Regions from separate parts of the Mus musculus genome. Here region 1 is linked to region 2. A link is a contact called in public promoter capture Hi-C data. All regions are on one chromosome and are shown on one strand. Each heading gives the region's core, a stretch centred on a gene start, on an enhancer-like site or on the middle of the called end of the contact. The rest is flanking DNA. Distances are from core to core; before and after follow the strand shown. Region 1 holds the start of P2ry1 (purinergic receptor P2Y, G-protein coupled 1). Region 2 holds the start of 4930593A02Rik (RIKEN cDNA 4930593A02 gene).

Region 1 (2,807 bases), core at 72-2,571, 2.3 Mb after region 2:
AACTCCTTGAGTGTTTTTAAGGGAACAAAGTCATTTAATATATGAAACTAGAATGAAATGGCTATAGAATATAATCGAAGGTATTCTATCCTCGTACTTTTTTTTTACAAGAAAAAATGTATTTGTTAATATGGCACATAAAATACATTAATCAGTAGATTGTCAAGAAGGGCTTGGTTCCATTCTTGGGTGGGTCTGTTTAATCATGTCTTCAGGTAGGAAACAATCCATTTAGTTTACAATTAAACACTTTTTTTTTATATATTGCCCACATTTTTTATGCATTTGGAACCCTAGACTAAGATTTACAAAAAATAAAATAATTACATTGGTCTCTGTCTAAATTTGAAAGGTATCTACTAGAGGAACAGGCATTTTAAGAAATAAGATTCACAATAAAGCCAAACTGTAAAGTTATCCCTCAACAAATGAACCCTCTTTCTTTATAAAGCTGTGTTTAATATTCAGCTTGATTCAGAATCATTTTCACTGTAGTCTCTATTATTTAAATGTATGTAAATGGTAACTGGAGGTTGGAGGGAGGGCGCTTGTTCTTTCCAGCAAGTGTTAGCAGTCAAGTTGGACTGATGATGTGTGCTGCGTTAACTAAGCAGTTAGACCAGGTTCTTATGTACATTCTCACAATAATGTTACCAGTGATGCCGGTGTATTAGCATTTTTCTAAGTAGTGCAAAAAATAGTATTTGGATAAAGCAAACAACAATAAAAACAAACAGACATGAAGGGCAGAAAGCGACTTGCCCATGCCGCTTACCACCCTCACTCATTCAGAGCTGGCACCCTCTGGGATCAGCAGGTTCCTACACGCGTTGGGCAAAGCAAGGCGCTGTGCAGGGCCAGGGCGTGCCCACCTGCAAACCGCTGGTTGTCTGGAGCCTGCAAACACCTTGCGAGTTCCGGGGAGGCTCCGGAGATGTCTGTCTCAGACTGCTCAGCTCAAAGCTTTAGACACAACGCTGCCAGCGTCCAGAAGGTTTTCAGCGTGTCAGCAACTTCACTTTACAGAGCTAGCTGGTGGAGGACCGAGGAAACCCCTCCAGCCATACGCTGGCCAGAAGCCACCGCTGCCCTAGAGCACCTTTTGTTCTGACCACTGATTCGAGTGGTGGCGGCCTTGCCAGGCGTGCAGGGGCACCGCGATCTCTGCTTCCAGAGGCCACCTCCCGCCCTGGGCGCCCAGCCCTGAGCCGGCGGCCCGGAGCTTGCACGGCGGAGACACGCCCCTTGCCTCCCCGCGGAGCACAGACTCGCCCGGGCTCCTAGGCTCCGCCCACCCCGCTGGGAGCCTGGCTTTCTCTCCTGCCCCCTGCACTCGAGACCCAGCCGAGCGCGGAGACGAGCTGCAGCCTTCATGGACTGTGAGCGGGGTACAGGGTAGGTAGTACGCCAGGGTCCGAGGCCACGCGCTCTCCAAAAGACCTCCAAGGTTGAGCGCGGGCTCAGAATGTGGCCGGAAGAAGAGTCGCGGCGTCCCTGGTGAAGGTCCCGGGTTGCAAGGTAGGGAGTAGGCAGATGGCCAGGCAAAGTTGATCAGAGAGGAGGTGGTTGGCCTGCGCCTTCGGGCCGCTGGGAACAGCCGAACTACTTGGACTTGACCCGCCGCGCCCCAGGCGCTCTGAGCAGCGCCTATCAGTCGCCCTGCGCGGGAGCGCACTTGCAAACTTGGTGGAGGTGCCCTGCGCGTCCTGTTGTGTAACCTCCGCGCCGCCAGCTGGACCGGGAAGTTGCCCGCACGTCCTTCAGCTTAGATCGGTCGCAGCTCCGGGCGAATTTCATGGCCCGCGACAAAAGCGCGGCCAGAGCCGGCGTGGGCGAGCCCCTGCGCGCTCCGACCCGTGGGGAACTCCCGCGCGCGGTCCCTGGCCTGCGCCTCCGATGCGCGCTGAGTCTCTCGCCGCTGCTGCCCGCTCGCCGCGGTCTGCCCTTTCTAGTAGCTGCCTGAGTTGGAAAGAAGAGGATGACCGAGGTGCCTTGGTCGGTTGTCCCCAACGGGACGGATGCTGCCTTTCTGGCGGGCCTGGGCTCGCTTTGGGGAAACAGTACTGTCGCCTCAACTGCAGCAGTTTCCTCTTCATTCCAATGTGCCCTGACCAAGACCGGTTTCCAGTTCTACTACCTGCCGGCTGTCTACATTTTAGTGTTCATCATAGGCTTCCTAGGCAACAGCGTGGCTATCTGGATGTTCGTTTTCCACATGAAGCCTTGGAGCGGCATCTCCGTGTACATGTTCAATTTGGCTCTGGCTGACTTTTTATACGTGCTCACCCTACCAGCCCTCATCTTCTACTACTTCAACAAGACTGACTGGATCTTCGGGGATGCTATGTGCAAGCTGCAGAGATTCATCTTCCACGTAAATCTCTACGGTAGCATCTTGTTCCTCACCTGCATCAGCGCACACAGGTACAGTGGCGTGGTGTACCCTCTCAAGTCTCTGGGCAGGCTCAAGAAGAAGAATGCCATTTATGTCAGCGTGCTGGTGTGGCTCATTGTGGTGGTGGCCATCTCCCCTATTCTCTTCTACTCTGGCACTGGGACTCGGAAAAACAAAACTGTCACCTGCTATGACACCACGTCCAATGATTACCTGCGAAGTTATTTCATCTACAGTATGTGCACGACTGTGGCCATGTTCTGCATCCCTTTGGTGCTGATCTTGGGCTGTTATGGATTAATTGTTAAAGCTTTGATTTACAATGACCTGGACAACTCTCCGCTCCGGAGGAAATCCATTTACCTGGTGATAATTGTCCTGACGGTGTTTGCTGTGTCTTATATCCCTTTCC
Region 2 (2,819 bases), core at 284-2,783:
CCCAAAATGGACAGGTTGGCCTGGAAACAATAGACAAGGTACACACACGTACACACCGGAGACAGAGAGAGTGCGCCAGAGAGAGAGAGAGAGAGAGAGAGAGAGAGAGAGAGAGAGAGAGAGAGAGAGAGAGAGAGAGAGAGAGAGAGAGGGAGGAGAGAGAGAGAGACAGACAGAGAGAGAGAGAGAGAGAGAGAGAGAGAGAGAGGAGAGGAGAAAGACAGACAGACAGATGGAAACAGTGAAATGCCATTCGCCTCTTAGGGCCTTCAAGTGCGCTGGAGGGCACCGGAACTCTGGAAGGTTCCTTGGCAGATCTGCGGATGGTGGCTGGACTTACCTTACAGGGAAACAGAACTGCCGAGGCGACCTTCTCCATAGCCAGGTTCCTGATGCTGGGCGTTAGGGCGCCCCTGCACGTCGGGCAGCAGCTTAACTTCTGGCGGCATTGGTTACACACCAGGTGCCCGGCCTGGCACTGCAGAATGGGGGGCAGGACATAGTCAAAGCAGACCGGGCACTCGAAGAGCGAGGTCAGCTCGTGGTGCTGCGGGGACACCGGGTCGGCCCCGCCGCCGGCTCCGGGGCCTGAGATCACCGCTGCCGCGGCGGGCACCGCGGACGAGCCGGGGCCCGCTGCCGAGATGGTGGCGGCGGCCGGGGGCGCAGCCGGGGACGGGGCGTGCGGGGTCTGAGGCGGCGGCGGCTGCTTGCTGCAGGGTTTGTTAGCGCTGGGGCCGGTGGAGGACGGGCGGCTCATCGCGCTCCGAGCCCACCATGGACCTGCGGGCGTCTGCCTGCCGCGGGGCCGCCCGGGTTAAGGCGGTGCGCGCCCCGCGGGTGGCGGGCTCCGGGGCAACGCCACGGCGCCCAGCCCGGGGGACCCAGCGCGGACCCGACCGGCACCGGGAGGGCGGGGACCGGACCGCGCCGATCCTCTCGGCGGCACCCGGATGGTCGTCGCTCTCGGGGCTCGCGGCCGTGCGGTGCCCTCCTCCGGCGGCGTTCTGGTGCGCAGAGCCCTGGCCCACTCGCTTCAGGAGCGGCAGCTGACGCAAGCCCCGGGGGCGCGCGCGGACGTGACGCTAAGACACGTGTGCGGCCGACCCGGCACTCAGGGACTGGCAGAGCCACCCTGCGGCCCGCGCAGCTCCGCCCGACCCAGCTGGCAGCGCCCGAGCGGTTTCCTCGCTGGGAGCCCTTGAATGAGTCGATCGCCGCCGCGTGGGGTCGCTTCTCTGCGACAGTGGAAGCCGGCAGCCCAGGGAAAGGACGTAGCCCGAGTCTCCCGACCCTTCCCAGGGGACCTACGCCGACCCGCACCGACTCCAGCTAGAAGGGCAACTGCTGGCCCGGCGTGGGCGTGGAGGGCGCGCGAGTGCGCCGGGGGCGGGGCGGGGCTGGGCGGGGCGGGGGGCGGGGCTCGGAATCCCACGTTTCTTTTAGCCATTGACGCGCTGGAGCAGCTGGCGATCAGGCTACTCGGCCGGTAGCTTGACACGCGGGGGCGGGACCCGGAGTCGGGCGGGAGCCGCGCGAAGGCCTCGGGTGTGGCCCGGCAGTTAGGTACGAGGGTGGGCTCTTCAGTGGTTGGGACCTTAACGCTAGGTTTTCCTTCGAAAGCCCACTGGCGAAAGCTTCTTGGAATTGGCCGCCTCTGATTGAGAGAACCTGAACCTCTTTGACAACTCTGACTCGATGGAGAATTAAAACCTCCAAGGAATACCATACACGTGGGTTGGGTTTGTGAGGCCCCAAATGACAGGAGACCCTCTGGTGCCTGAGTCCTTAACGTCTAGTCCTGGTCCAAACCTTAGGCTTTTAGCTTACTTACCTGGGGCTTTGGGAAGAAGGAAATGGGTGAGGTCAACCTACCCCTTACCAACCCTCAGCTTGACAGGATTGGTGCTGGATTCTTCCTGAGTTGTCTTTGTACACCCGACATATGGAAAGTCTCTAAGATCCCCATCTTAGAGGTGTAAAAGGCACCCACGGGAGCTGGAGGGACGCCTCAACATACTACTCTTAGAGGACCAGACTTTGGTCCCCAGCACCCACAACTGCCTGTAACCCCAGCTCCAGGGGATCTGATACCATTTGGTACCAGTACACATTATATACACACATGCCCATAAATAAAAATAAACCTTAAGTGTGGTGGGGGTGGGACAGGGGACATCTACAGCCTACCTTCCGGTCTAGCAATAAGAGAACTCTCCGAGGGTTCCCCTAGTCTCAGTAAAACTTATTTCCAGGTACTCTTCACCATTCAGAACCCCAGAATTAGAGAGCGCCTGAGAGTTTGGAGTGAACCGTATAATGGACATACCCTGCACACAATTGCTATGGCAAGCGTTTTATGCCTGAACTGATGACACTGGAATTGGAAAAAGCTAGTATTGATACTCTTTGTAGGAAAACAGAGATTAGTCAGGATAGGGTAAAATAGTGCCCTGTGACTTCGAGCGAAATTCTTTTTAATATCCTGACTTAGTTTGTGACTGTCTTGTGTGCACACGTGGAGGTCAGAGGACAGGTTTGTGGGAGTCGACTTTCTCAAGTTGGCAGGCTTGATGCAGGCACCACTACCCTCCTGAGCCACCTTCCTGGCTCCAGTCTCCTACTCTGTAAAAGTGAATTTAAACAATTTGAGTTTCTCTGTGCCATTCTTGTAGAACCTCATCCATCATAGCCACCTTGTAAATGATAGCCGTAGTTTAAAAATAACAGTGAATATTTATTATTAGAGTCAATGAATAGAATCTGCTCAAAGAAAAAAAAACAAAGTTAAATTTTGTAATCTAGAAAGACTTCATGAG

Evidence for each region. Promoter capture Hi-C pulls out the DNA fragments that hold promoters and counts their contacts.
Region 1: a contact with region 2 is called in a promoter capture Hi-C map of liver, with 4 times the contacts expected there. The contact joins the promoter of P2ry1 here to the promoter of 4930593A02Rik in region 2. A contact is called at or near these places in 3 of 39 promoter capture datasets (liver and pre-B cells).

What each region holds. Positions count from the first base shown.
Region 1 is chr3:61,001,464-61,004,270 of GRCm38.p6, forward strand. P2ry1 (purinergic receptor P2Y, G-protein coupled 1) reads left to right here and starts at 1,322. Exons shown (of 2, transcript NM_008772.5): 1 at 1,322-2,807. The coding sequence starts at 1,979.
Region 2 is chr3:58,691,056-58,693,874 of GRCm38.p6, forward strand. It overlaps 4930593A02Rik (RIKEN cDNA 4930593A02 gene), which reads left to right and starts at 1,534. Exons shown (of 9, transcript NR_045167.1): 1 at 1,534-1,566. It overlaps Siah2 (siah E3 ubiquitin protein ligase 2), which reads right to left and starts at 1,333. Exons shown (of 2, transcript NM_009174.3): 1 at 341-1,333. The coding sequence starts at 760.